Regions from separate parts of the Zea mays genome. Here all the other regions are linked to region 1. Evidence: chromatin contacts called from public Hi-C data. All regions are on one chromosome and are shown on one strand. The core of a region is the stretch at or near the end of the contact, and the rest is flanking DNA. Distances in the headings are between cores, read along the strand shown.

Region 1 (5,123 bases), core at 1,396-3,895:
TAGAAAATCCAGAATAAGGTACAGATGGATCTGAATTAATGGAACTCAAGCCAAACTGAGACTAACTTTTTTTGGGGAACTCCTGGCCCTGCATTCAGTTCAGATGAGCTCAACATGGGCAACACACCCCTCTATGTTACTTCCATGGTATGTAATATGTACATTTTCGGTGCTCTCTAATCTAGACATCTAATAGCATGCCCTGAATAAATAGCAAGCAAGTGAATTTATCTGCAGCCCAACATAACATGACAACAGTTTTCATGAAGTTAGTTTCAAAAGCATATAAGAATAGCCTATCCCTCAATATATTTGTGTTATCTGGTGGCTTGGCTGGATAAAACAGCATATAATAAGATAGTAACCCTGAATTCAAGAATCAAGATAACGGAAATACCTCTCCATCTATAGTTAGTGCAGTTGAATGCCAGCCTCCAGCAGCAATGTCAACCTGCAAATGTAAGATGTTGGAGTATATGCAACAAGTGAGAAATCAGGAAAGCAATGTGCAGATGAATTATCGATTTATGCACATGCAGAGGTGTCCTGAAGGCTGAAATAAAGATTCAGGGTGCCATTCTTTGCATAAGCAATAACAACATTCAAACATAGCGTTCCTGCTTCCTAGTTTGCAATGATTATAACTGGAAGTCCTGAAAAGGTGAAGCTTGTTAGCTGAGTGGAAGCTAAACCAATGAGACATCTACCTTGGAGAAAAACAACTAAAAGCGTGGATTTTTTTATCTTGGTTTGCCGTCCTTACATAAGCTCACTGGGCAATGGCTTGAGAAACTCACTGATGACAAACTAATTTGAAAATGTATCAGAAAATAAAATAAATTAAAATAAAAATGTACCAGTGAGAGATCAGATAGCCCTTCGACACGTATCGGTTGTGATCTTGGTTGGGTATCTCCAGTCCCCAGCTGACCATACTCATTATTACCCCATGCCCACAAAATTACATCCTCCGTTAGTGCCAAATTATGGAATGCACCTACAGCAATGACCCTCACTTTCTCAAGGCCTTGCACACGTACAGGTGTAGATATTTGCTTGCTGAAAGAAGGCCATGGTCAACAACCGAACAAGGAGAAAATACAAGAGCAAACAAAAAATAAATAATGTTTTCAGCATAAGGCACCATACATATCACCCGGAGGCCATGGCTGTCCCCATGTCCAGACGTGACCTTCTTGAGTCAAAACTACTGAATGTGTCCCTCCAGCGGCTACCTAGAATTATCAAACTAATAAGCACGCTAAAAGCTAACCAACCGAAATCATGAGTGCGTACACAAAAGTTGCAGCATCGTTTGCGACCGGAATAATTCATTTGAGCCATAAGACACTAAAATGCTCCAGTTACGCCATACTCCCTAAGTAACAAAATAGTATTCGTTTTTTCTCTTGATTTGTATGTCTATATTCAACTAGATGATGATGATGAATTTTATTTTGGGACAGAGTATAAATTATCCCATATGTGGTTTTGCCATGAGACTACTTATTTGGCAACAAAGCATATGCAAAGCAAAGTCATGAAGTTGCTGGGTTGACGGGGTCGAGAGGAACGGAGTCGCGGGTGGAGGGTCGATATTTGGAAAAAGTATTATTCGGGACGATGTTCCTGTGTAACACCAACCCATGATTCGGGACAATGAATCCAATTCCACTCACTTGCCGGACTTTGAGCTTGAGCGCGCACCGCTGCGGGATCGGGATGTCCCTCCTGAGCGCCCTCGTCCCGTCCTCCTTCCTCTCAGGCTCCTCACCACACTGCCCGTACTCGTTTCCACCTGCACAATCCACGTACATTGCATCAAAGCAACTAGAAATCAGTCACGGGAAATCTCGGTGAAGCGGGTGCCCCGTGCCCGTACCCCAGGCGTAGGCGCGCCCCTTGTCGTCAACTGCGAGGCAATGCCACCCGCCAATCGCCGCCTGAATGAACCAAAGGCAGAGCTTGTTCCGTCAGCAGCACACGAGACGCGAGCCTCGCAGGTAAAGCGGGAACTGAGGCGCACCTGGACGATCTTGAAACCCGCGAGAGCGTCGACGGGGCCCGGGGAGCTCTCCGTCTTGGTCTCCGGCGGGTGCCCGAGCGTGCCGCGTTGGTTCCATCCCCATGTGAACAGCTGCGCACGGCAAGGAACCCCAACCCAAGCAACCGGGTCAGCTCAGAAGCTCGACACGAAATGAACAAGCACGAACAACGAGCAGCGGTCCGGGAAGGGGACGCACGCGGCCGTCGTCGCAGATGGCGAGGGAGTTGCGGCTGCCGGCGACGACGGCGGTGACGGCGTAGGGCCCCAGCGCCTCAACGAAGTGGGGCCAGTCCTTCTCCTCGTTCCCGCCCATGCCCAGCTGCCCGTCCTCCCCGGAACCCCTGCACGAAACGAGAACGAGAGCAATCAGCGGCCACCGCGTCGCGGGGTGAAACGGAGTTCCCCTCGCCGCGCCCCGCGCGAGAGAGGACGACGGAGAGTGAGCGCACCACGCGAGGACCGCGGTGGCGCGGAGCGGGGTCGCCATGCCGGCGGTGGCAGTGGCGGCGTCGGTGTCGGCGGGAGCGAAGGGAACGCGGGGCGGCACTGGGGCAGCAAGCAGCCGACGCACGGGGTGCCGCCGTGGAGGTGGGTTTCCGTGCGCCGCGCAGGACAAGCGCCGCGTGCGTGGCTTTTGCGGCCGTGATTTGGGCTCTTCTGCCGCGGCCGTGTCTTCTGCAGTTCTGCTGCAGGGCTTTCTGGGCGTGTGTCCGGTCCGGTCCAGTCCAGTACGGCTTGACCTGCGGTCGTGGGGGTCTTGTGCTCTCTCGGTGGCTCGGTGCAACAGTTTTTTTAAACCTTTTTCTGTGGCATCCTGAGGTGGATTCCACCGTTCCACCCACAAGGCCACAAGCCCACAACTCGATGAGTCACGCAAGTGCGAGCTCCGCATTAGTGACCACAAATCGATGACTTAGTGCGAGCTTGTCAGCCGTCCTGCTGCGGGCTGCCGGTAGTGCAAGTGCAAAGTAGAATGACAACTCCATTATGATGGATCAAATTCACTAATTCAGCACTATTTTTTCTGACAGTATATTTTCTAGTGATGGAAAAAGTCATGGATTCATACCCCGACATCAATCGAAAAACATTCAACGAAAGACAAAAATAAGAAACGTCTAATATCATTAGCCAATACAAAATCTAAAAGACCATCCATAGGAAGCGAAGAATTGCATTATACCCTGTTTGGATGTAGATATTGGAGCACCGAATTAGGAATTGAAATCAGCTTTTCTAGAATTCTATTGTTTGGTTATGCACATAATTGAGATTTGGAATCAAATACCCAATCCCCTGGAATTGGACTACAACTAGAGACCCCCTCTCCTAATACAGAGCATTACTCCTCTGTATTGAATGGAATTAGACCACACAATTCCAAACTCCAATTCAGTGACATCCAAACATTAGTATTGGAATTACAACTCATTTCAATAGCATGGCTGATTTGTAATTGAACCCAATTCAATTCCACACCCTCCAATATCGACATCTAAACGGAACATTACTCTAATCTAGCTATCTAGGAATGGAAATTTGATCATGGATTCAAATATCCATAGGATCCAATGGAAACGAGCATGGATACATGTTTCGAAGCATGGGTCAGATTCGTACCAGATCCAAAGTCGAGCGGACACGGATTAGAATATTACCTTCCACCCACGGATTACCTGTTGCATATCCGAAATCAGCATATAGTTTATTTATTTTTGTTTTGCTCATATTACACAACAAAGAGCAAACCCTAACTCCGTGAACTCCTAATTTCCCACTTATGGTCACCCCTTCTAGCCTTGCTGGTTTCTTGAACTACGTCATGTGTCCCCTTCCAAGTCCTACGGGGCCGCAACACCTGTACCGTTCGCACCTGGCAGACGTCTACCCCTTCTAATCTCTAGTGCCCCTAGCCACAACCCGCACCTCATACGCTCGTGGTTGTCCCTTCTTGCCTACACCTCAAGACTACGCCAACCGCTCGCGCCAACTGCTCTTGGTTATTCAGTCCACACTATCGTCGCCCCTTCGTGTCCCTCAATCCGACACCAGTCGCCCGCCCAACTGCTCTCGGATCTTTAGTCCACACTGCCGGTGAGCCTCACTGTCGCTTCCCCAGTGGTCCCCAGCGCTCCACCCCTTCTAGTCCGACGCGTCTTCCATGTTGTCGTGTTGAGAATATTGATTGTTAAAAGACATGTGTATTTATATAATTTTTTTATTAAGTTTTTAATTGTGTGTTCAGGTAAAATTGGGAAGAATTTTGATTGATTATGCTATTGAGTTGTTGAAAATGATTGTCTCTGTCATATCCGACATATATACAAAACCTGTCCAAAACCTAATGAGCACGTACATGGATATGAATTTACCCGCAGGTATGGTTGTGGATAGATATTTGTTGCAACCACGGGTATGGCTGTGAGTGGATATTTGCAATATCCGATCAAAATTCGATCCGTGAACATCCCTACTCTAATCTCTACATGTTGAAAATCGAAATCAACTGATTTTTATAGTCATCGGTTCTGAAAGGGAAATGGCCTCAACATTTCCTATAATCGATTTTGGTGTTTGACGACCATCACAAACCTTATGGACTAACCAGTTTGCCTAGTTGGTCATTTCTCAGGTGCATAAGTTCATCTACAACTATTCTAAGTCGACTATCTAGAATACCGTAGATTATTCCAGATAGGAGAAGCTTTTTGGAAAAACACCTATGGGCGGACCGTCCGGGCCCTTGCGGCGGACCGTCCGCGACATAAGGGTGAGCCTTGGATAGGAACAATGCAAAAACACAAGTTAACACTATGGACCGTCCGATGGAAAAGTGAGCACCGTCCAAGACCAAGCGTGGACCGTCCGACCTCAGGCGCGGACCGTCTGGTCGTTGAAAAACCAAAAAAAACCCGAAGGTGATGGGTTCAGTAAAATTCATTTTAGCGTCCTCGCGGACTGTCCGGGGTGCACGGCCTGACCGTCCACGACTGCTTTATCAGACACCTGACTACGCAATAAATGCTCTATAGTCGTTGATATAGCCGTTACTGCTGACCGTTGCGATTTCAGCCGT
Region 2 (5,123 bases), core at 941-3,440, 230 kb before region 1:
ATCTGACAGCTTTAGAAGAGCTTCCCGGTATCTTTTCATATGGATCCACTAGCAATGGAGTGAATGGAGGTGATGGAGAAAAATCCATATGAAATCTTCTCTTTTTTATAGGAACATTTTCCATGGGATCACTAAAGCGTCTACCAAGAATGGATACTCCAAACTGCAAATACACAATATGATCATTCAGCAAATTGTTACTGAAGGATGCATTGACTAAATTATTTCATTGCATTTAAATGGAGAAAAGTAAGAACCTTCTCAGATTCAGAGACTGGAGCGTCTTGCGCCATCTCTTGATTTGTAGCACAGCCAGATAAACAGAAAGATCCAATTCCATCCCTGCTTGTGTCTTCGCCAAAGGAAGCCCTTGCTCTCCTGGTGTCCCTTTGCCTTTTTTTTACAGTCATCCATTTAACCTCAAGATCTATAGGCCTTGGGAGCTCCAAACCCATATTGTTAAGCTTGCCGCTACACGATGGCCCACCTCTGTCTTCTGTTGATTCACCAGTACAGCTTTTGCAGGTCATTGAAATATATGTGTCTGTAAGATTATGAGCTGAAGAAGATGATAACCTTCCAGTGCAAGTACAAGATTTGATCTGTAAATTAGCCAAGCTAACCATAAGCTCATGAACAGCAGAAAGTGAAGAATACAATGAAGAAAATATTGGTATTTTAGCAAACTGATCTAAAACAAGCTTTTCGCTAGGCACAGTGAATGCAAGACAGAAATCACTGTGTTGGCAAATTGTATGCATACCATTAAATCAGATGGCCTTCCTGCTATTTCTGTGGAAACAGATAAACTATTCACATCAATCGCACCCTTGGATCCAATTGATCCCTCTGGAAAACAAAAACAACATAAGGTTGGTATTCAGCACCACACCACCAAAGCTTATGGTACTGTTTGAAGAATAATAGCATCAGTCCACATAGCATGCACATAAGCAAGAGGTAAAAAAACTACAGAACGCCTCCGCAGCCATGCCACCACCACTGGTCACCCATCATCAGTCAATACTTGAACCCTCCCAGTACAATTCAGAAAGAAGTTCCGAATTCCAGGTTCCAGCCCAGCGCATACAAACAAGCAATCTTATCCTGCAGCGTGCAATGAAAGCCAGAAGCTAAACCAAAACCAAGGTCCCTCTGTCTGAGTTGAACCCAGTACTGACGAACTACCACAACAGCTCCTTGCCAAATCAAGTTAACAGCCTCTTGCCGTCAGCCATCGGCCTCCGCACTAGAGAGCACCAATTTCTCTCCTTTTGGAAACAACTGGTTCCAGCAAAACAGGTAGATCTGGAATCGGGTAGAATTTCCGATGAACACCTCTTTCCAGCGGACCAGTAGAGACGACGAAGAGCAGCTGAAACCCGATAGTTCACCTGAGGAGAAATCCGCGCTCAGCAGTCCAGAATCCCTGAGGCAAAGCAGATCTGAAGTCCGACCGGCAAGAAACTATTCTTCATCAACGCCGCATAAAGAAACAGAGGAACCCAGCGTGATCTCCGTGGCGGCTGTGGCGGCCGAACCACAACCCCCGCCAAATCGGGACGTCGGGGCAGCGCCGACTCGGCAAAGCAGCAGCCGCGGAATGTACTCAGATTTCTAAGATCTAGGATTGCAAATACCTTTTGCTCCAGCTTTCCTCATCAAAACCAGCGCCGCCGCGTCCGCGTAAGCCTCTCCCTCCTGACCACGCTCGTGCGCGTGAGTTCCTAGGACTCAGCAGGAAGAATCCGAAAACTGCCGTCCCATCCCTCACTCGCTGGATTCCTTGCGTGCGCCTCGGTGCCAAGAAATTCCTGCGGCTCCTCCTTTTCGCTTTTGACCTCTGCCGCGCCAGGCCAGGCCGATCGATCGGCAACGCCTGTCCCCTGCCGCGGCTCCCGCTGCTGTATCCGCTGATGCCGCCTCGCCGTCGCCGCCGGTGGCGATTTTTTTTTTTATTGGACCCCTTCCTCGTGCTACTTCGCCGCCAGCGGGTGGGGGGAGAAGACCAAGACCATGTTTTCTGTGATTTTGCCAGGGCGCCGTATTAATACTTGTGTATTCATTATTTTCTCTTGGGCATGGACGCGAATCCGGTCTAGGATGGACGGGATTGCCCCTGCAGCGCAAGGCCGCATGGATTATCATGCTATTCTTAGGAGTGTTTGGATCAGCAACTTAAATTTTAATCTCTGCCACCTTTGCTATTTAAACGTTAGTTATAAGTATTAAACATAGTCTAATTATAAAACTAATTACACATATAAGTACTAAACAGCAAGATTAATTAGTTCATAATTCGTCCATTTGATATTACATTAAATATTTGCTAATGATGAATTAATTAGGTTTCAAATTTTGTTTCTTCGTTTAGTATTTAGCTGTGTAATAAATTAATAAGTTTTATAACTAGAATATATTTAATATTTATAATAAGCATTCAAATATCCTATGTGACATGGGCTAAACTTTAGTCCTTATAACAAAATACCTTAGTGATAGTTTCACACATGGGCCTAAGTGCCCGAGTCACGCCTTAGAGGCAGCAACACACTTAAATCGGAATAACTGTCAGTCCCTCAGATCTAGTCCGATAAAGCCACTTACCATAGATCAAGGATCGAATACCACTAGCTCACTCGAAGGTGAGCACAGAGAGAATACAATAAACATAAAACCACAAATTTTTAAAGTACTAGAGTTATTGCATAAATTGGAGTTTTGATAAAAGATAACGAGTTCGAAATTAAATGCAGCTGATAATCGATACGTCGATGCTGTTAAATGCAGCTGATAATCGATACGTCGATGCTGAGGAATAGAGCAAGGTCTAGCCCACTACTCCTCCTAGTCTCGTTCACACTGAAAAGTTGTTTGAAGTTCTTATGTCCTTTGGAGCTCTCGGGTTGCCTGACTCCGATTAAAAACCTTTTTCATGTGCTGAAAACAATTCCTGCTACTGTCAGTGTCACAGGAGGATGGGTAGGAGGATGGATCACAGCACAGGCTATTGTGGAACACTGCTTGATATTATTCAAGATTAGATTGCTAATTAAGAATTAGACTAGTCCCCAGAAGGGTAAAAAAAGATCCATTGATGTCGAGACAGCATCCCACTCGACCGTCCAACTCGGTGGCAGGCTGGAAGATCAAGTCACACCATCAACCATATCATGTAGCGTACCTGAAAAAAATATGCCACAAGCAATGTTGAGTATACTAATACTCAGCTAGACTTACCCGGTGTGAGGAGTCTACGCCTCTACCTCTAGACCATACAGCTGTTTGGCTGAGGGGTTTGGTTTGCCAAAAGCACTAGCTGAGTCTAAAAATAATTTTTAGCTTTTCCCATTCTAGCATATTTATTTAAGCTAGGTTTGCTTCTTTCTAAGCATACATGGTAACAATCATTTAGTACAATCAACATGTTATCTCAAGAAACCTCATTTCACTTTTTACTTAATGCAGTACAAGGGGTCAAGCAGTCTCATTAGCTGCGAGAAGCAGACGATTTGAATCGAGTTTTAACCTTGCAAGGTAAACCTAAACACACGACATGTAGAGACACTCTGTCCCCACACATATCAATTGTCTCCATCGATTCCCCGTTCGCGGTCAGGGCTCACCGTCTTGGCATACAATGCTCCAATGACCCCGGTTGCCGTCGTGCAGTGACCGCATTTGTACCCACCATAACTAGCATGGGAGACCCAGTCTCAGGACAAGTGAGGAGGAAAGTATGCACCCGGCTTCACTCAGGTACTAGGCTTACTGGTTACTGAAAGTCGCCTAGAGGGGGGTGGATAGGCGAAACCTGAAAATTATAACTTTATACCCCACCTAGATCCCTTGATTAGTGGTTAGAACAAGATATACAATTATCGGAGTATAAAAACTAAGTCCTTGCTTGTAAAGAGTATTGCTTTCAAATAATGCGGATTTGATAAAACAATACAACTAATAGGTCTATGAGAATAAAGCAAGGGGGCTTAGATAAGAAGAGCAATAACACAAGTTCTTTCTTGCAAGGTGTTGCTCCACTAAATGAGAGTGCAACTTGAAGCAACACTAAATGATGATAGCAAATAATAGTGCAAGAAAACTTAGAGTGAGAGAAAACAAACAAATCACAAGAAATGAACACAAGAGACACGGGTGATTTGTTTTACCGAGGTTCGGCCCTCGAAGGCCTAGTCCCCGTTGAGGAGTCCACTAAGGACGGGTCTCTTTCAACCCTTTTCCTCTCTCCACCGATCACCGAAGACCGGCGAGCTCTTCTTCTTCTCAAGGATCACTTAAGACCCTGCAAGGATCACCACACTCTTTGGTGTCTCTTGCTAGCTTTACAAGCCTCCAAAACTTTTGAGGAAGTTCAATGGGAGTCAAAACTCCACGCACAAATGAACGCAAGATGTAGCACACACTTTCTCTCAATCAATCTCACAAGGCACTAGAGCTAAACTCTCACAAGAGGCTTTCTTTTGCTTGCTCTCTCTTTTGTGGCACTTGTGTGGTTTGTGATGGTCTAAATCTTGTGTATAGGATGGATCAATGAATATAGGTGGTTGGGAGAGCTTGAATATGTCAACTATATGACTTGGAATGTTGCTTGGGCTCCCACACCTTGAAGTGGCCGGTTGGGGTGGTATTTATAGCCACCAACCAAAATGTAGCCGTTGGAGATGGCTGCTGGCGATGGGCGCACCGGACAGTGTCCGGTGCACCGCCACGTCATCCTATTGTTAGGGCTTGGAGCTGGTCGACCGTTGGAGGCTCTATCCTCATGTGGCACCGGACAGTCCGGTGCCCCTCTGACCAACTGCTTTGACTGCTGCCGCGTTCACTGTGCTGCGCTGTTCCCCGTCAGAGTCGACCGTTGCGCGCTGATAGTCGTTGCTCCGCTGGTGCACCGGACAGTCCGGTGGCACACCGGACAGTCCGATGAATTATAGCGGAGCTGCTCCTGGGAAACCCGAAGCTAAGGAGTTTGAGCTGATTCACCCTGGTGCACCGGACACTGTCCGGTGGCACACCGGACAGTCCGGTGCGCCAGACCAGGGCACACTTCGGTTTCCTTTTTGCTCCTTTCTTTTGAAGCCTAACTTGTTCTTTTGATTGGTTTG
Region 3 (5,123 bases), core at 949-3,448, 170 kb after region 1:
ATATGGCCAAGCTTATAGAAAAATATATCAACATATGCAATAGCAATTAATGCATTATCAAGACATATTCCATGGTGGATTTAATGACCCTAAATCGGTGTTGTAGATGTTAGTCCATTCTTTTTCTAAACTTGGTCAAATGTAGAGAGTTTCACTTGGGGCAAAACAAGGACAACCTACATTTTGAAACATAATGAGTAGTTATTATAGACAATAACTGTAATTATGCAATATATTGGACATCTTATCATCAAAATTAATTCACGGCATTAAACTACTCATAATAACTATAGATGATAACTACACATGACACTTCACATGATGTATTTAACAAACTCTATGACATAATAACTACAGTCAAGAATACATTTTAAAAATCAGTACGAGGTACAAGTAGAACTATCAATATTTCACCATACTGAAATGCTATATGCAACCAACGGATGTCTAAAACAATCAGGTACACAACTAACCAGCATTTTGCTCTTGACGCTAAAGAAACCATCTTTATCAGCCACAACTGTAGGTTTCGAGGCTCCAACAGCCATAATAGCTCCCTGCACTCAGTGATACTCAAATATTAACCCTCATACATATGGGAAGCATACATTTTACAGTTTACATGGTCTAGGAAGAAAAGGATTTAAGCCCACCTGGCCAGGTGGAAGGATTGCATCAAACCGATCTACACCAAACATACCCAAGTTGGACAGTGTAAAAGTCCCTGCAAATAACAAAATCTTCAGGTAAGCATGTTCACATGAGATTTTCAAAGACAACCTAATACACTATGCAATGCCATGAGCCCATGAGTTCCATACCAGAGTTGTAATCATTTGGTTGGAGCTGTTTTGCACGTGCTTTCTTGACTAGGTCCTTCCAATTTTGCGAGAGCAAATAAATATCCAGCTACAGTGTAACATTCAACAAACTGTTTGGTGAACTTGTTTGCTAAAACTCCGAACTCCGGAGTGAAGCCAAATTTATCACAAAGATACTATATACCTTGTCTGCATCCTGAAGGACAGGTGTAATAAGGCCACCATCAATTGCCACAGCCACTGCAATGTTGATATTACTGTTGTATGTGAAGCTCTTTCCATCCCTGCAGGTACTATTGACAACAGGGTGCTGTGCAAGAGCCATGGCTGCAGCCTTCGCCAACAGCACTGTCATTGTCACTCCCTTTGGCTTAACCTGTCAAAATCAAATCAGCCCAATAGTAATCAGGAAGCGGGGCAAGAAAAACAAAGGAGCTTCAAGTGCAGTCATGCCTGCTCCAAATCCTCACCTTTTCGTACAGCTCATCGAGCTTATCGGTTACAATGGGGTACCCAACGCGGAATGCTGGCACTGCCAGGCTCTCCACCATGTTCTTGCTCACTGCAGCCTGCATGGTAGTGAATGGAACAACAGTCGCGCCAGGAACCGGCGGCAGCACTGCTGCCTGAGGCACAGCACCAACTGAAGGCGCGGCCACAGGTGGTGGCGCAGCAGCAGCAGCAGGAGTGGGCTCTGACTTCGGCTTGATTCCGGCAGCCGCCTCAATATCTGCCGGCGTAATTCGACCGTACGGCCCGGTGCCAGTAATCTTGGCAAGGTCCACCCTGTGCTGCTTAGCCAGCTTCTTAGCGTGCGGGCTGGTAATGCCCTTCGTCCCCGCGGCCACCGGCGCTGGAGCAGTCGTCGCAGCCGGAAGAGGGGGCGGCGCCGCTGCGGCATCCTCCGTCGGAGCAGGAGGCGCCTGCTGCGGCTGCCCGTTGGAGAGCTCCTGAGCCTTGGCGAGCGCGAGGGGAACCTCCTCCTCCGACTCCGCGAGCAGCGCAATGGGGGCGCCCACCGGCGCTGACTCGCCAGCCTGGACGAGGACCACCGCCACGATGCCGTCGTGGAAGGTCTCGACGTCCATGTCGGCCTTGTCAGACTCGACGACCACAACAGCATCGCCCTTGGAGACGCGGTCTCCCTCGCCCGCGGACCAGGATACGATCTTTCCCTCCGTCATGGTGGAGCTCAGCGCCGGCATGAAGATCTCCCGGATCTTGGCGCGCACCACCATCCGCCCGCGCCGCGGCTGCCTCCACCGTGTGCCCGCCGGTACCACTCCGGCACGGAGCCGGGCGGGCAGGGTGGAGGCGGAGAGCGAGAGGGGTGCGGGGGCCGTCGCCATTGAAGAGGAGTGCTCGATGTCGGAGGCGGAGGCGAGGAGGAGAGTGGGCTTTTGGCTGGTCCTGGTTGGGTATATGGGGATGCAAACCAGTGAGGAGGGGCGGAGAAAGCGAGGCGAGGATGGCTTTGGAAACTCCGATGATGCTGTCATGGACCGGGCTTTATTTTGCTGCGGGCCCCTACGTCATTAACAAAGGTGAGCAATCTAGCCCATCGACGGAAGTTACCCTCATCAGCGCTTTAGCCCATGTTCTGAGAGATGGGCTCTATTCCTGCTTATTTCGTTAGGCCCATGGCTTCTATTATTACTGAGCAATGAGATGAGCAGGCCCACGAGGCCACGACTTATCCCGTAGGCCACAACACTCGCATCCAGCTCCTCTGCTTCTGGCGACCAAATTCTGCCGTCTCCACCGCCGCCGCAGCCAGCGTCACCGGAGGGATCTGCCGTCTCCCTTGCTCCACGCGATGAACACCGACATCACCGCCTCGACTAAGCCGGAGTACCCGGTGGTGGATCGGAACCCGGCCTTCACCAAGGTGGTCGGCAACTTCTCTGCGCTCGACTACATGCGCCTCTCCACCATCTCCGCCGTCTCCGTCACCGTTGGCTACCTCTCCGGTTCGCCTACCCTCCCAAACCTTATCTCTCACTTCACCCCCATCGGTAGCTCAGACCCGTGCTTGCCGTGCAGGGATCAAGCCGGGGATCCGGGGCCCGTCGATGGTCACGGGCGGCCTCATCGGGGTCATGGGAGGGTTCATGTACGCCTACCAGAACTCCGCCGGGCGCCTAATGGGATTCTTTCCCAACGACGCCGAGGTTGCGCGCTACAAGCACAAGCTTCATTGAGGATCCAGCTCCATTCCGTCTCTCTTTTCGCAACCGTTTCGCCTGTTCCTTTCCTGATTCCGTGTTAACTTCAGTACTTTATCTGGGCACTCTATGGCCTTGGTTAAATAAAAGTGGTATGTTGTTGCACGGTTATGAGGATTCGATGATACAATTCACCTCATCTTTATGTTGTTTGGTGAGAATTTCGTCGCCGTTTGGGTGAATTTATGAATACTGAAGTGATTTCTGCTCTGAACTTGTTATTTGTTGTGTGGTCGTGTTTGTGTATCTTAGCTTGTCAGGATTGGGGATAGTGATCTTATTACCTCTCATGGTAAGCAATGGGGGTTCATTTGGCTCATTGGCTGCCTGTAGGGGAATATTTCAATGTTTGTTTGTTCAGACGATCTTTGCATCAGGATTTACTTGGTGTCCTCCACATCTGAATTTGGTGCACATTTATCATCAAGAATCTCATGGGGGTACATAGATGGTGGTATTAGAGAGCAAACATAAATTTTATCTGTGCTTACTAAAATCCTGTTTGTTTTATCTTGCGAGTGCAACTTACAAGCTGAAATAAATATGTCTCAGAATCTCTGATTGCAACACTCCATAGGCCAGACTCTTACAGTCCAACGATTTGCTTTCCCCCCAGCTTACAGATTGTAACAACCTACAATGTGCAAGCTAAAACAATGTAGCCTAGGAAGTGTATACAAATCTGTGGAAATGAATTTGATGCAGCTGGTCTTTGTGGTATTGGCATGCTCCCATCCTTTTGATTTGAGTTTTGCGAAGCACATCCTCCTTTATCCTTATTTGCTTCATCTTAGCTTCAGTTGATCCAAGCACGAATGGTCTTTGCTGAGTGAATTTTGTATGCTGCTGAACTGTTGTGAGTATTTGGTGATACAATTTAACCCCCTCGTGTTATTACCTGTCGATAGTTTTGTCCCTGTTTCAGTAAAATTTATGTATTTTAAAGTCATTCCTCTCATGAAGGTTAGTAACCATTGTGAGTACCATAGTAGGATTAGGGGATGTGATTCTACGGGCATGTTTGGTTTTCTACCTAAGGCGCCACAATCTGCCTAACCTTAGGCGCTCGAATTGAAGAACTAAGGTTAGGCAGAAAAGTTTGGCACATTGTGGCGTCTTAGGCACCAAACCAAACAACCCCTACATCTCTTTGCTGTGTTTGGCTGGCTCTGGCTGTTAGGAAAGCTGCCAAAGACTGGTTATATGATATCTGCATGTGGTAATTACTGAACTTGGTGCGAATGGTAAAATTATTAATTTATTTTTTGGGTGGGGCGGGAGGTGGAGTGGGTGAGGGTATAGATATTATTATGAGGGGGAAGGGGGAATACATCAATTTATTGCTCATTGACTTGGGAAATGCACAAAACTATGTGCAAATCACTATGATCTGAATGGTTGTTTGTGGCATAGGCAGCTGTGTTTCAGTTTATTTGAGTTGATTGAAATGAAGTCAGTTATTCTCCCCGAGTTTATTCACTTCTGATACTGTCATTTTAAGACTTAATGGAAACACCCACGTTTGTATTGTTGCATTCATTCTATTACATTGGTGGGGACGAACTAGTACTTACCAGATAGGCTGATACCTCACTTGGGTAAGTTATGTGTTATAAGTTGTCATGATCATTTCAGATGTAGGGTGATGCATGGTAGGTCTCAATCAGATAGAAACATTGGCTTTCACTTTAGTTATATGTTTAAGCTGCTTGGTTTCTGCCTCAAATTGGCTTTGCCATTTTGTGTTATACTGACTCTGATGTGTATGAGGCCTTCGTCAGTATGGCATCGCTATAGTATTTCACTCATATATTTACAAGAAATCAATTGAAGAAATTTAGTCCAGCAAATTGGATGGCCATTCCTTTGTAACTTCTCAGGAGAAAAAAAGATTATTACAAAAGGTTAGGTTATGAACAAGTATTTAACATGATTCTGGCCTAAGATTACAATAATTGTCTCACCCTCCCGTGTTGTATCTGTGGGCTGTGTCTGTTAGAACCTGACCTTTAATCCAGGTAGACATAATTGCTGAGGCCCGTTGTTTCGTTGGAATAGAATTGAATTCTATTCTAAT
Region 4 (5,123 bases), core at 1,293-3,792, 150 kb after region 1:
AGGGCCCATATCCGTTTCTTCCTCATACACCTATCCTTTTATAGTATTTACCCTGTCAATGCACTAGTGTGTACCCTTATCAAAATTTACACTTCAATTTAAGTTCGAGTTAGTTAGTTCACCTCTGGCCTGCCGTTTCTTTGTGAAAAATACGATAACTGTGATTCTACCGGTGAAGGACTACAATCAAAAATCAATATCCCGTTCTCGCTCTTAAAAGAGGGCACATGCTAGAGATAGAAGGCATGTGGGGAGAGTGGACACGAGAACATGGATGAGTAGCGAAGGCGGTTTGGGGATTGCGTGGAGCAATTTCATTGAGACAATCACGAGAGGGAAAAAACAATAAATAGAGATTGTTGGATGTTTTTATCTGTATCTGTACTATAGTATAAAATCCAGTTTTCTTTTATATATCATACCCGTTGGATTTCTATCTCGTATGACGTCGTTGATCCGCTCTATCTGTGTGCTGCCGCTGAGAAAATCATGACCGTGATGCAGGCCAGAAACTGATTGTTCGCTAGTCTTTTCTACGTGCTGTTTCACCCGTTCTTTAACTTCAGCTTCAGATCGACCCAACTGGAAAGATGTATAGAAAATTGTACCGTGTATGCTACACACTACTACTAGAGTACAAGAGTAAAGTTTATACTGCTATACTTCCTGTCCTAAAATACAATAGGAACATAGATTTTTATCGAGTTTATATAAAAATGATATCTAATTAGCATCAGTATGAAATGAAGTTTCATAATTTACCTCTCTGATGTGATAAATATCAATGTTATTCTATATCTGTTTGTTTAAATGCTAGATGCTTCCTTTTGTGCATACTTAAACTTCCTACACGAACATTACTTTGTGAAATGGCTAAACTAATTAATAATCTGTCCGCGCTTACAATATTGGAACATATCAGTCGTTTTAGCGCAAAAATAAATAATTGCAACGTCGTTCACATGAACAGAGATTTCGTATCCTTCCTATTACTACAGCATGTCCTTTGTAATTTTAGGTCATTGTCTGGATCACTTTATTTATTTATATATTTAATTAGTTACCACTTAGACCTTTTATAATAACACGACGAAGAATTTAAATATGTATCATAACTAATTATATTGTAAAACAATATTCAAACAAATTTGTTATTATATAGGTATATGTAAACATCTTGTATATAATATTATATAGATATATATAAACATCTTGTATATATAATATTTTTTTATCACATGCGTGCCACACATATATTTTCACTAGTCTCTATAATTAGTACATCAACGATCACAAAAGACTAACAATTTAGAAATTGCGCTAGGTTTTATAAAAAACAATAATATTAAGGTTTTGAAAACTTGAGGTCAGAACTAACCCTCCTATAAAAAAATAGAGAACTTCCGTAACTTGTTTAGATCAATATCAAGCCATACATATTGCACCGTAAATTATGGGGACATATAAGACCACTTTAGAATATGGATTTTTTTTTCTGTTTCATGTATTTTTTTAAAATAAAATTATTCGTATGAAATTTCTATATGATCAGTATTCCAAAAAGCTTAAAACGTTCAAACCAACCGTTAGTAACATCAGCTGGTTTGTTTGCTTTGAATTAAAACGATAATTTAGACTAGACAAAATACTATATATCTATCTCTACTAACTATTAAGAAGCTAACGTAGACCATGCCGTGCTCCCGCCTCCCCTTATCGCGCGTGGCATGCGCCACCTACCCTCCCACTGCATGCAAGCATGCAATTCGCAGCAGCTGCATGCAAGCCGCAGAACACTATGCAAGCACTGACCCACCAACCGCACGTATCTGTACCAGGTGTACGCGCTCTACCGCGCCGGCTTCGCGGGCGTGCCGCTCGATCTCACGACCATCGGTGACCTCTTCGCCGTCAGCCGCTTCATGGTCGCGCACGCCAACAACCTCTCCACCACGACCGTGCCCGCCAACGGGCAGCCGCTGCTCGTGCCGCTCCAGTGCGGCTGCCCCTCCTGGTCCCCCAGCTCGTACGCGCCGATGCAATACCAGATCGGCCCGGGGACATCTACTGGATCATCTCCACCACCAAGCTGCACAACCTCACACAGTACCAAGCCGTGGAGCGCGTGAACCCCACGCTGGTGCCCACCGACCTCGACGTCGGCACCATGGTCACATTTCCCGTCTTCTGTCAGTGCCCGGCCGTCGACGACAACGCCACGACGCTCGTCACCTACGTCATGCAGCCTGGGGACACGTACGCGTCCGTTGCTGCCGCCTTCTCCGTCGCCTATCCACAGTGAAAGACACGATGCGGCGGCCGTCTGTGCATGCACTAAGGCTGAGCGCGCTGCTGCTGCTCCTCTACCTGTGCACGTTTCCTGCCCTGGCGCAGTCGTAAAACACGACCACGGCCACAACCAAATTTATTCAACTAGATGGAGCCGAAAGCTGAAGGTACGACTGATGATAAAACGATATATAATTTATGTATGAATATATGCTTCAGCTAATATAACATAAGACAATTTAAAAATTTAACTATCTACGCATAGTTATTAATGTCTTAACCACGCCCCGAATAAGACCAAATCCCTCCCCGTCCTCTCTCTTCGCCCACCCCCACATTATTCTCTCCCCAAATCTGACCTTCCCTCGTGCGAGGCCTCACCTCTTCCGACGCGACGCGATACGCACCACACGCGGAGACCAAGCCGAGCCCATCTAGGGTTAGCGTCCCACTGCGGCGGCCATGGACGAGGCAGCGACAGCGGCCCTGGCGGCGGCGAGGGGGCGGTGGACGCAGTGGGAGGAGGTGGTGGTGTCCAACGACCGCGGCAGCCGCCTCGTGCACTACTACCTCCGCGGCAACAGCGAGGAGAAGCAGCTGGCGGTGGTTGGGCGGGAGCGGAGCCCGCGTCACATGTCGTACGCCGTGCAGGGGCGGTTCCTCCGCGCGCTCGCGGCTGCCGCCGGGGCGGTCGCCGTCGCGCCGTCGCCATCACGGTCGCCTCTGCCGGCTGCTGGGGCGGACGGCGGCGCTCCGAGGAGGTGGCGGTCCAGACGGGAGGTCGTGGACTGGCTGTCCTCCCTCGTTTCTGGTAAGATTTCTGTGCCGGGGAGTTCGGGACCCGGGTTGTGCTTTCTGGAGTTGGATGTAGATTTGGATGATTCCGAGCTCGGCGCGTTTGGTCCTGTTTTGGCTCGATTTGGTGCTATCTTTTGCTTTCAAATCGCTCCGGTTTTGGTTCGATTGAAGGCGGTTCATGTTCTGCTCCGCTTCTCTGCGTGAGTGCGTGTTTGGATTCGTTTTGCGCCGTGAAACATGAGAGCTTTTGGGATTTACAAATTTTTTCGGTTGATTTGCGTGCTCCATGTCTGGAATTCCTTGGCGGACCGTCGGTTGATTTGTTAATACGGCGACAAAGGATTTCTTCCAGTATATTTGCGTGCTCCGTCAAATATGCAAGAAGATGTGCTCCATGTCTGGATTTGGGCTCCGGCGCGCGTCTCGATCATTTCCCGCTGCAGTCCACGGTTTCTTGCATATTTGATGTCAGGGAGGATGATCTCTGTTTATACAATCTTGACGCGCTCAGCGAATCTGCTGTTCTATGGACGCGATATCTCTACGGAATCCTAGGGTTGTGATTAGGTTTAGTTTAAAGTATGCGGATGCTTTGCTTTCATTTCCTGCTGTGCCTAGCCTGATTTGGGCAAGGGAAACCGTAATCGCTGTTTGGGGATTCTGTAACGGGGGAAGGCTGGAGACACCGATGCTTTGCTTGTCTAACCTTATTTGGCCAGAAGAGGCACCGTGTCTAGGAGCTAGCCATATGTGGCAAGAAGATGTCTTTGCTTCCTCGTATTTTCCATTTGGCTGTTGGAGGGAGCCGCGGCTGCGAAACATTACTTCCATTTCCTGCCGTGTCTAGCCTGTTTGGCAAGAAAAACCGTCTTAATCGTATCGTTTTTTTTTCCATTTTGCGGTTAGACCATTAGAGGATTCCTGCACTATGTCCTTTTGTTTAACTAAATTTGTTCGGCAATTGAGTTAGTGCATTTCGCCTCTCTTTCTAATGTTCAGGAAGACTGCTTCTTGATAGACCAAGATCTATGCCTCTTAGCTGTTGGGATTTCCATGTGTTCCGTTAGCTGTTCATTGGCTGAGTTTCTGTTTAGTAAAATTGGTTTTGGGTTGCTTTATTGTTCTTCTAGGAATGACTATGATCTCGCCCGGCTTGTTCAGTAATAATTTGGTTGCCAGCAAAACTCACGCCTTCTCCTTTTCCATAGGAATATGGAGAATACAGGTGTGCCCCAGTGGAAGCAGCTGCTGGCTTCCTTTGGGCCAATTGCATAACCTTGGCATTTGGGAATAGAGATAAGCGAAGCAGCAGCATGAATGTATGCTCCATCAGGTGCTGTTTTGACCTTCCCGTGTTATGGTCTCCCCTGATGCCTCTATGGAGCGGATCCACAAGTCCATATAGTGTGTACTTTGACTGTATACTGAATATTCATGCAAAAGAAAGCCTTGGTTTCTTTGAAAAGCAATAAATTCTAGCACAAATGAATCAACATATTCTAGTGAAAATCATTTGTCTGGCTTTGTGCTGAGAGCTTTAACGATGAAGTGGGAAATCTTTCCGATATTTGGATATGTAAAATAGGATCATATTATACCCAAATTGTGGGACGTTATTCTCAAGTAAATGTGATTTCCAACTTGTTTGCTGTTTGTAGTGGTGATTTGTGATTCTCATCATTCCTTCTCGTTCTGTTCTGTTTTTTTTGTTCTTTGTTTTGTTTGCTGTGTTGCTTTGCTTTTGCCTAGGTGCAGAATTGTCTACTTCATTCCATGCTATGGTTTCCATTAAAGTTTCATTGGCAATTTTCTTACTGTGAATGCTTCATTTGCAGGTCATAATTATGGTTCCTCCTCAATGGCAACTAGGTGCAGTAGGGATTCATATGATGACAGTGTTAACAACTGCACACAAGTTACTGCTTCGAAGGTACAGAAGTGTTTTGCTATGTCATCTTGCATTTCTTATGTCTTGGAAGCACCATCGAATCATCGATAATTCACCTTCTCTAATGCATTTTCTATTACGCCTGTTC
Region 5 (5,123 bases), core at 913-3,412, 130 kb before region 1:
GCCCAAGCTTCAAATGCACAAACAACCCTCACCCTAAACACGGTACAATGAATGTACATATGTAGTAGAAAAGTAGATGTGATTCCAACCTGCTTTGCCAGGTTGCAAGCTTTGTCTGGGGAGTTCAGAATCTCATAATAGAACACTGAAAAATTAAGAGCAAGTCCCAGCCTTATCGGATGGGTAGGTGCCAGCTCAGCCAGAGCAATGTCCTACACGGTACACAGCAGAATAAAACTCCATAAGTATAAACACTAACAGCAAGCATTCAAATAAATGAACTTGACATCCTATATGATATGGAAACCACCATAGAAGACAGTTGCCATATTATCAGAACAGAAAGAATGAACAAACCTGAGCAGCCTTATAGGCCACCATTGTGCTCTCAGCAGATTCCTTCCTCTCAGCACCAGTCTTAAATTCCGCAAGATACCTGCCATAGTTAAGATTAAGAACAGAAGGTTAAGAAATCTTATTGGCTTCTTCAGATTATACAGATACGATTGCACATCATAATATCGCATTGCATCAAGCCCAACCTGTGATAGTCACCCTTCATCTTGAGGTAGAAGACCTTTGATTCAGCAGCAGTAGAAGAAGGCACTAGGTGGGAGTCAAGCAGCTTCAAGATTCCATCACAGATATTGCTCAGTTCAGCCTCGATCTTGCCACGATATTCCTTGATAAGGTTCACATGCTCTTCGTTCTTACGGGACTCCTCCTTTTGTTCAATGGAAGAAACAATGCGCCATGAAGCGCGGCGAGCCCCAATCACATTCTTGTATGCAACAGACAGAAGGTTACGCTCCTCAACAGTGAGCTCTTCCACATCTACAGTCTTAGCCACCTTCTCCATATACTCAACCATCTCCTCATACCTTTCAGCCTGCTCAGCCAACTTGGCCATGTAAACATTCTCCTCCCTCGACATATTGTTAAAAGAACAAACTTCCTGCACCAGAAGGAAACTGATAAGTCATGGCCTAAAAACATACAAAATGTCAACTAAAATGATTATATGGGAAAGGTACATGGCTGGCCACTAAACTCGACTTGAGCCCATTCATGTTTGCTAAGAACAAGCTTATTAATAAGCTTGCTGAGAGGCTCATACAAACCTCATTGAACCAGTAATACATCCACACCAAGAAGTGCCGTCTAATCCAACAACAGCTTACAGCACTCACGTTCAGGTTGAAAAATTACAATAACAGACACCACAAAAGCAGCTAATATGATCTGTTCGTTCTGTTGTGATCCCCAAATCCATCAACCAAATTGAGAATAAGACAGAACTAACCTATTTACACTACCTAAGGCGAATCTTAGTGGGGAGTTTCAAATCATTTTTTTCAAAACTGATATATTATATAGAATGAAATAAAACTTAAATGAAACATCATCTCCCAATGAAAAGTTTCATTCTATGATTGCATAGACATTTAATTTCATGACTCGTAGAGTTGATAATTGTGCCAAGATAGGGTTTCATCTCTTGCCACATCATCAAAAGCACATATATGGCACCTTATCAGCCTATTAAAAAATCATGCGGAGACTGGCCTAACATATCACTGAAAAGGACCAACCGGATCTGCCCGTAAGTTTATTTAACAATTTAATTGAACAACGATGCATCACCAATCAAAAAGGCTTGTTTGCTTAGAAGGGGAATGGAGGGGATTTAGGGAGAAATAAACTAATTTCCACCTCAATCCCCTTCTAATCTACCCAAACAGCCCTAACAGATAACAGTAATAGGCACGGTTGCTACCCACAAAAGGTCCTCAGCAGTCGGTTATCTCGCCAATGTGCCAAAACTAATCCCGAATCAGGCGGATCTACGCGCCCCGTGCGCTCGAAACCTCAGATCTCGCGGATCAAGCTCGAACATAACAAACGAACAGCACTCGAGACAAAGCGGATCTAGCCGCATCGCAGAACACCATTTGAAAAAAGATCACATAAGAAAAAAGCGGAGAAAACTCGCAGCACTCCCGCATCTCCCGTACCAGGAACAGGCAACTAGATCAAGCAGCACAGCACGCAAGATTAATTTCTAAAAAAAAACTAGAAAAATCGGAACCCTAACCTCCTGGCGCGGGGCTGCTCCTGGGCTCGGAGGAACGGTGTGGTCGGGGAACTGCGGATGCTGTGGTGGGCAGGGCGAAGCAGCGTGGGGATATTTTATAGCGGGACGCGAGCGCGAGGCTATTGTCAGTGAGCCAATGGCTCAATGCCACGGCGACTCCAGGGCCCACGCCAACACCTCTTGCGCAAGGCGTGGTGGGCTGCGAGTAACTGACACGCGGGCGAGGCGCGTAGTGGGACCCCATGTCATTGTCTTTTGACTCCAACTACATGGTCAAGAGGGCTCCAAAGTCAGGTGTCTATCTTATCTCATCCCTTATTTTAAACTTCACTTTACAAAAACAACTTCAAAAAAATATTTAAAAATTTCTCTAAAAATTGATTATTGGGAGCATACTAAAAAGTTTTAGAAGTAGATTATGATGTGTACTCCAACAATTTCCCTAAACAAAGAGTCAAAATAGAAAAATGGGCCAAAAATGATCCAATTGCTATTAGGCTTTGTTTGCCTCAGTTGTTTATTGGGCCGGCACGACTCAGCCTGCACCAAAAAAAGAGTCGTGTGCTACACCAAAATATGAGGGAGGGATGAGCTAGATACGGGGCACGAATATTTTGGGAGAAGGAAGAGGGAGTTGTTGGAGCGAGGAAAAATACTTGCTACTCTAATATTGATTTTCGGGTTGATTTACGATTTCTCTCGGAGTTGCTCTAAATAGTGTAATCTATAGTGCAAACCCCCCATTTTACACAATCTGCTGCAGATAGCCTTAACATATGTTGTTTGGGATGGCTTTTCCTTTCCAGTTCACCTCGCTACAACAATAATAGGACAACCATCAGGGACAGTCTCAACTTCGACGACAACGACAGTGGAGATCACTCAAACTACTCGTATAGTCTTAGCTACTCGCACCTTGTCAATTACCTCTGACAAGCTCACTATACGCTGACTCCAACTCTTCTTGTTCTAGTAGCTTCCACAGTACATATTAAGAGGCTTCCTTCATTTGTGCAGGTCGTGCCAGCAATTTTCGGGGCCCTATACCAAACTCTAAAATGAGACCTATCTCACTAAGAAAAAACTACAATAATTTTGAGTTATAATGTATTATATAGCAATGGAATATATAAAGAACCATATCTATCGCAATGTCCCCTATTTGCTAGAATTCTATTATAGAATAATATAGAAAACCATCTAGAATATTTCTCCCTAGGACCTTTCTAAATTACTAATCTCTTCTAGAACGCTTTTATGTCATAGAATTAGGAAGGATGTGTGTGAGACATACAAGATTGACTCAAGAGACCAATTCTTTACCGTAATGGATTTTCAATAATATAATTGTAAGGGATAACAAATTATTATTTAGGGGGGTTGTGCAGCTGAACCTCATGCACTTGGGCCTGCATTTGTGGCTTCCTTAGCACAAGCCCTCCTATCAGCTTGTCGCCTATAGTGTCCCACATGATGAGTTCAGAGTCTATAGTGCCAGCAGTTTGTGGTTGCTCCTATGGTTTTGACTTCAACATTAGTTTTAGAGATCACCACTTTGATCACTCACCAAGCTTCGGTTGCCCTCGTTTAGCCTTGGACAAATAGTGACTCTTATGATACACCTTGTGTCTAGTAGTTTGTGCTAACTTCACACACCACCCTATCAACATGTCAGCGTCCTTCTCACTGACTAAGCCTTACATTTTTAGTTTTGGTACTTGATGCCAAAGGAGGATAAATAGGTAGTATGTGAGTCAGAGAGATCTTATGAGAGATGAAAGTTTGTATGTTACTTTTGGAGTTTTTTTTTTGTATGACACTTTTGGTTTTCATGGCTTTCATATGCTCTAAAACTCTTTATGTTGTGTGATATACATGCTTCAAGACATTTAGCTTCCTATGACCTTTTGATGCTTTGATTTATTAGGTTCTATGCCTTGATATGGATAATGTGCTCTAGTGTACCCTAATAGTCTAACATATTTTGATATCATACTCTACTATAAATATAATGTGATTGAAGTGCTTTGATATATTTGTTGTTAATGCTCTGATACACGTGTTGCTCGAAACTCTGATACTTCCACAAGTATTGTGCACTTCGATCAAACACTTATGCTTGTTGATACATATGCACAGTGACATGCGTAGAATTGTTTCACATTCATATTCCACAACATGTCACGAATGCTTTCAAATAATCTTTTGCTTAACAATCTTATAAACAACAAGCATACTTGTCATATGCATGAGCTTACTCCTCATACTATACATGGTACATGACTATAGACTTTTGTTATATGAACTTATCTTAACACCTTGTGGTTATTTGTCAAAGTTAATACAAACAAAGTCTCTTTCGGAAAACTTATTCCTCACATACTTCAGATAGTGTTGTCATCAATTATTAAAGCATCTAAGCTTTCAAGAGTTTTGATGATTAATGACAATATAAGGTTATTGTGACTAACATGTGTTTTGTAGAGGTAAATTTGAGTTAGGTCACAATGATGGAGAATGGTTTGGACAATGTATGATTCCTATGCCCCTACTTATGTATTTTGTTTGGTTTTTTGAAAGAATGGGGGACAAGGTTAAGCATGAACTAATTATAAGTGTTGATTGTGGAGATGATAGATAATTAGATTAATTTAGGACCTTGTTTTTTCTTTAACCACACTATAAGGGCATGTACTATTAGATTGACTAAGATAAGTGTAACGAGTTTAGGGTGGTGCGCACTAGTTGTATTTAGCTCTAGGTGGCTTAGGAAAGGCCCAAGACTCAATTCTAAAGTTTCAAAATTGGATAACTTAGAAGGGTTTTTGAGGCGTCAGAGCCCGGGTTTCAGGGTCAATGAACCATAGTAGACTAGTATGACACCTCCATGTAGATAGCCCAAGAACACATAATCATCAGACCCTATGAACATTATCTTCTAGGATAAATGTGTTGCGTTAGAACATGTGTTGGACAATATGGCAACAATGTTTTAGCTAGAGTTTCAACTGTAGGGTCATCAGACCTA

Evidence for each region. A called contact is a pair of places that touch in the nucleus more often than the background predicts.
Region 2: a Hi-C map of tassel shows a contact between it and region 1, with 6 times the contacts expected there. The contact joins the promoter of LOC103653460 here to the promoter of LOC100273073 in region 1. A contact is called at or near these places in 10 of 25 Hi-C or Micro-C datasets (bundle sheath, ear, endosperm and 4 more).
Region 3: a Hi-C map of ear shows a contact between it and region 1, with 3 times the contacts expected there. The contact joins the promoter of LOC100279373 here to the promoter of LOC100273073 in region 1. A contact is called at or near these places in 8 of 25 Hi-C or Micro-C datasets (bundle sheath, ear, leaf and 3 more).
Region 4: a Hi-C map of ear shows a contact between it and region 1, with 4 times the contacts expected there. The contact joins the promoter of LOC103653462 here to the promoter of LOC100273073 in region 1. A contact is called at or near these places in 4 of 25 Hi-C or Micro-C datasets (bundle sheath, ear, endosperm and 1 more) and 1 of 3 datasets of contacts at active chromatin or transcription factors (leaf).
Region 5: a Hi-C map of leaf shows a contact between it and region 1, with 6 times the contacts expected there. The contact joins the promoter of LOC100285226 here to the promoter of LOC100273073 in region 1. A contact is called at or near these places in 4 of 25 Hi-C or Micro-C datasets (ear, leaf and tassel).

Annotation. Positions count from the first base shown.
Region 1 is chr4:84,992,289-84,997,411 of Zm-B73-REFERENCE-NAM-5.0, forward strand. It overlaps LOC100273073 (putative regulator of chromosome condensation (RCC1) family protein), which reads right to left and starts at 2,646. Exons shown (of 12, transcript NM_001147522.1): 1 at 2,497-2,646; 2 at 2,244-2,388; 3 at 2,027-2,137; 4 at 1,883-1,943; 5 at 1,680-1,798; 6 at 1,150-1,235; 7 at 858-1,059; 8 at 398-451. The coding sequence starts at 2,534.
Region 2 is chr4:84,764,072-84,769,194 of Zm-B73-REFERENCE-NAM-5.0, forward strand. It overlaps LOC103653460 (Dentin sialophosphoprotein), which reads right to left and starts at 2,191. Exons shown (of 5, transcript XM_008680356.3): 1 at 1,641-2,191; 2 at 764-849; 3 at 258-602; 4 at 1-163. The coding sequence starts at 1,662.
Region 3 is chr4:85,166,951-85,172,073 of Zm-B73-REFERENCE-NAM-5.0, forward strand. It overlaps LOC100279373, which reads right to left and starts at 2,199. Exons shown (of 6, transcript NM_001152389.1): 1 at 1,292-2,199; 2 at 1,006-1,197; 3 at 822-909; 4 at 654-724; 5 at 474-557. The coding sequence starts at 2,170. It overlaps LOC100275334, which reads left to right and starts at 2,564. Exons shown (of 2, transcript NM_001149431.2): 1 at 2,564-2,791; 2 at 2,865-3,260. The coding sequence starts at 2,638. The coding sequence ends at 3,022.
Region 4 is chr4:85,140,756-85,145,878 of Zm-B73-REFERENCE-NAM-5.0, forward strand. It overlaps LOC103653462 (agenet domain-containing protein / bromo-adjacent homology (BAH) domain-containing protein), which reads left to right and starts at 2,543. Exons shown (of 6, transcript XM_008680358.3): 1 at 2,543-3,100; 2 at 4,923-5,017. The coding sequence starts at 2,752.
Region 5 is chr4:84,864,103-84,869,225 of Zm-B73-REFERENCE-NAM-5.0, forward strand. LOC100285226 reads right to left here and starts at 2,163. Exons shown (of 6, transcript NM_001158120.1): 1 at 2,096-2,163; 2 at 543-955; 3 at 358-436; 4 at 90-212. The coding sequence starts at 934.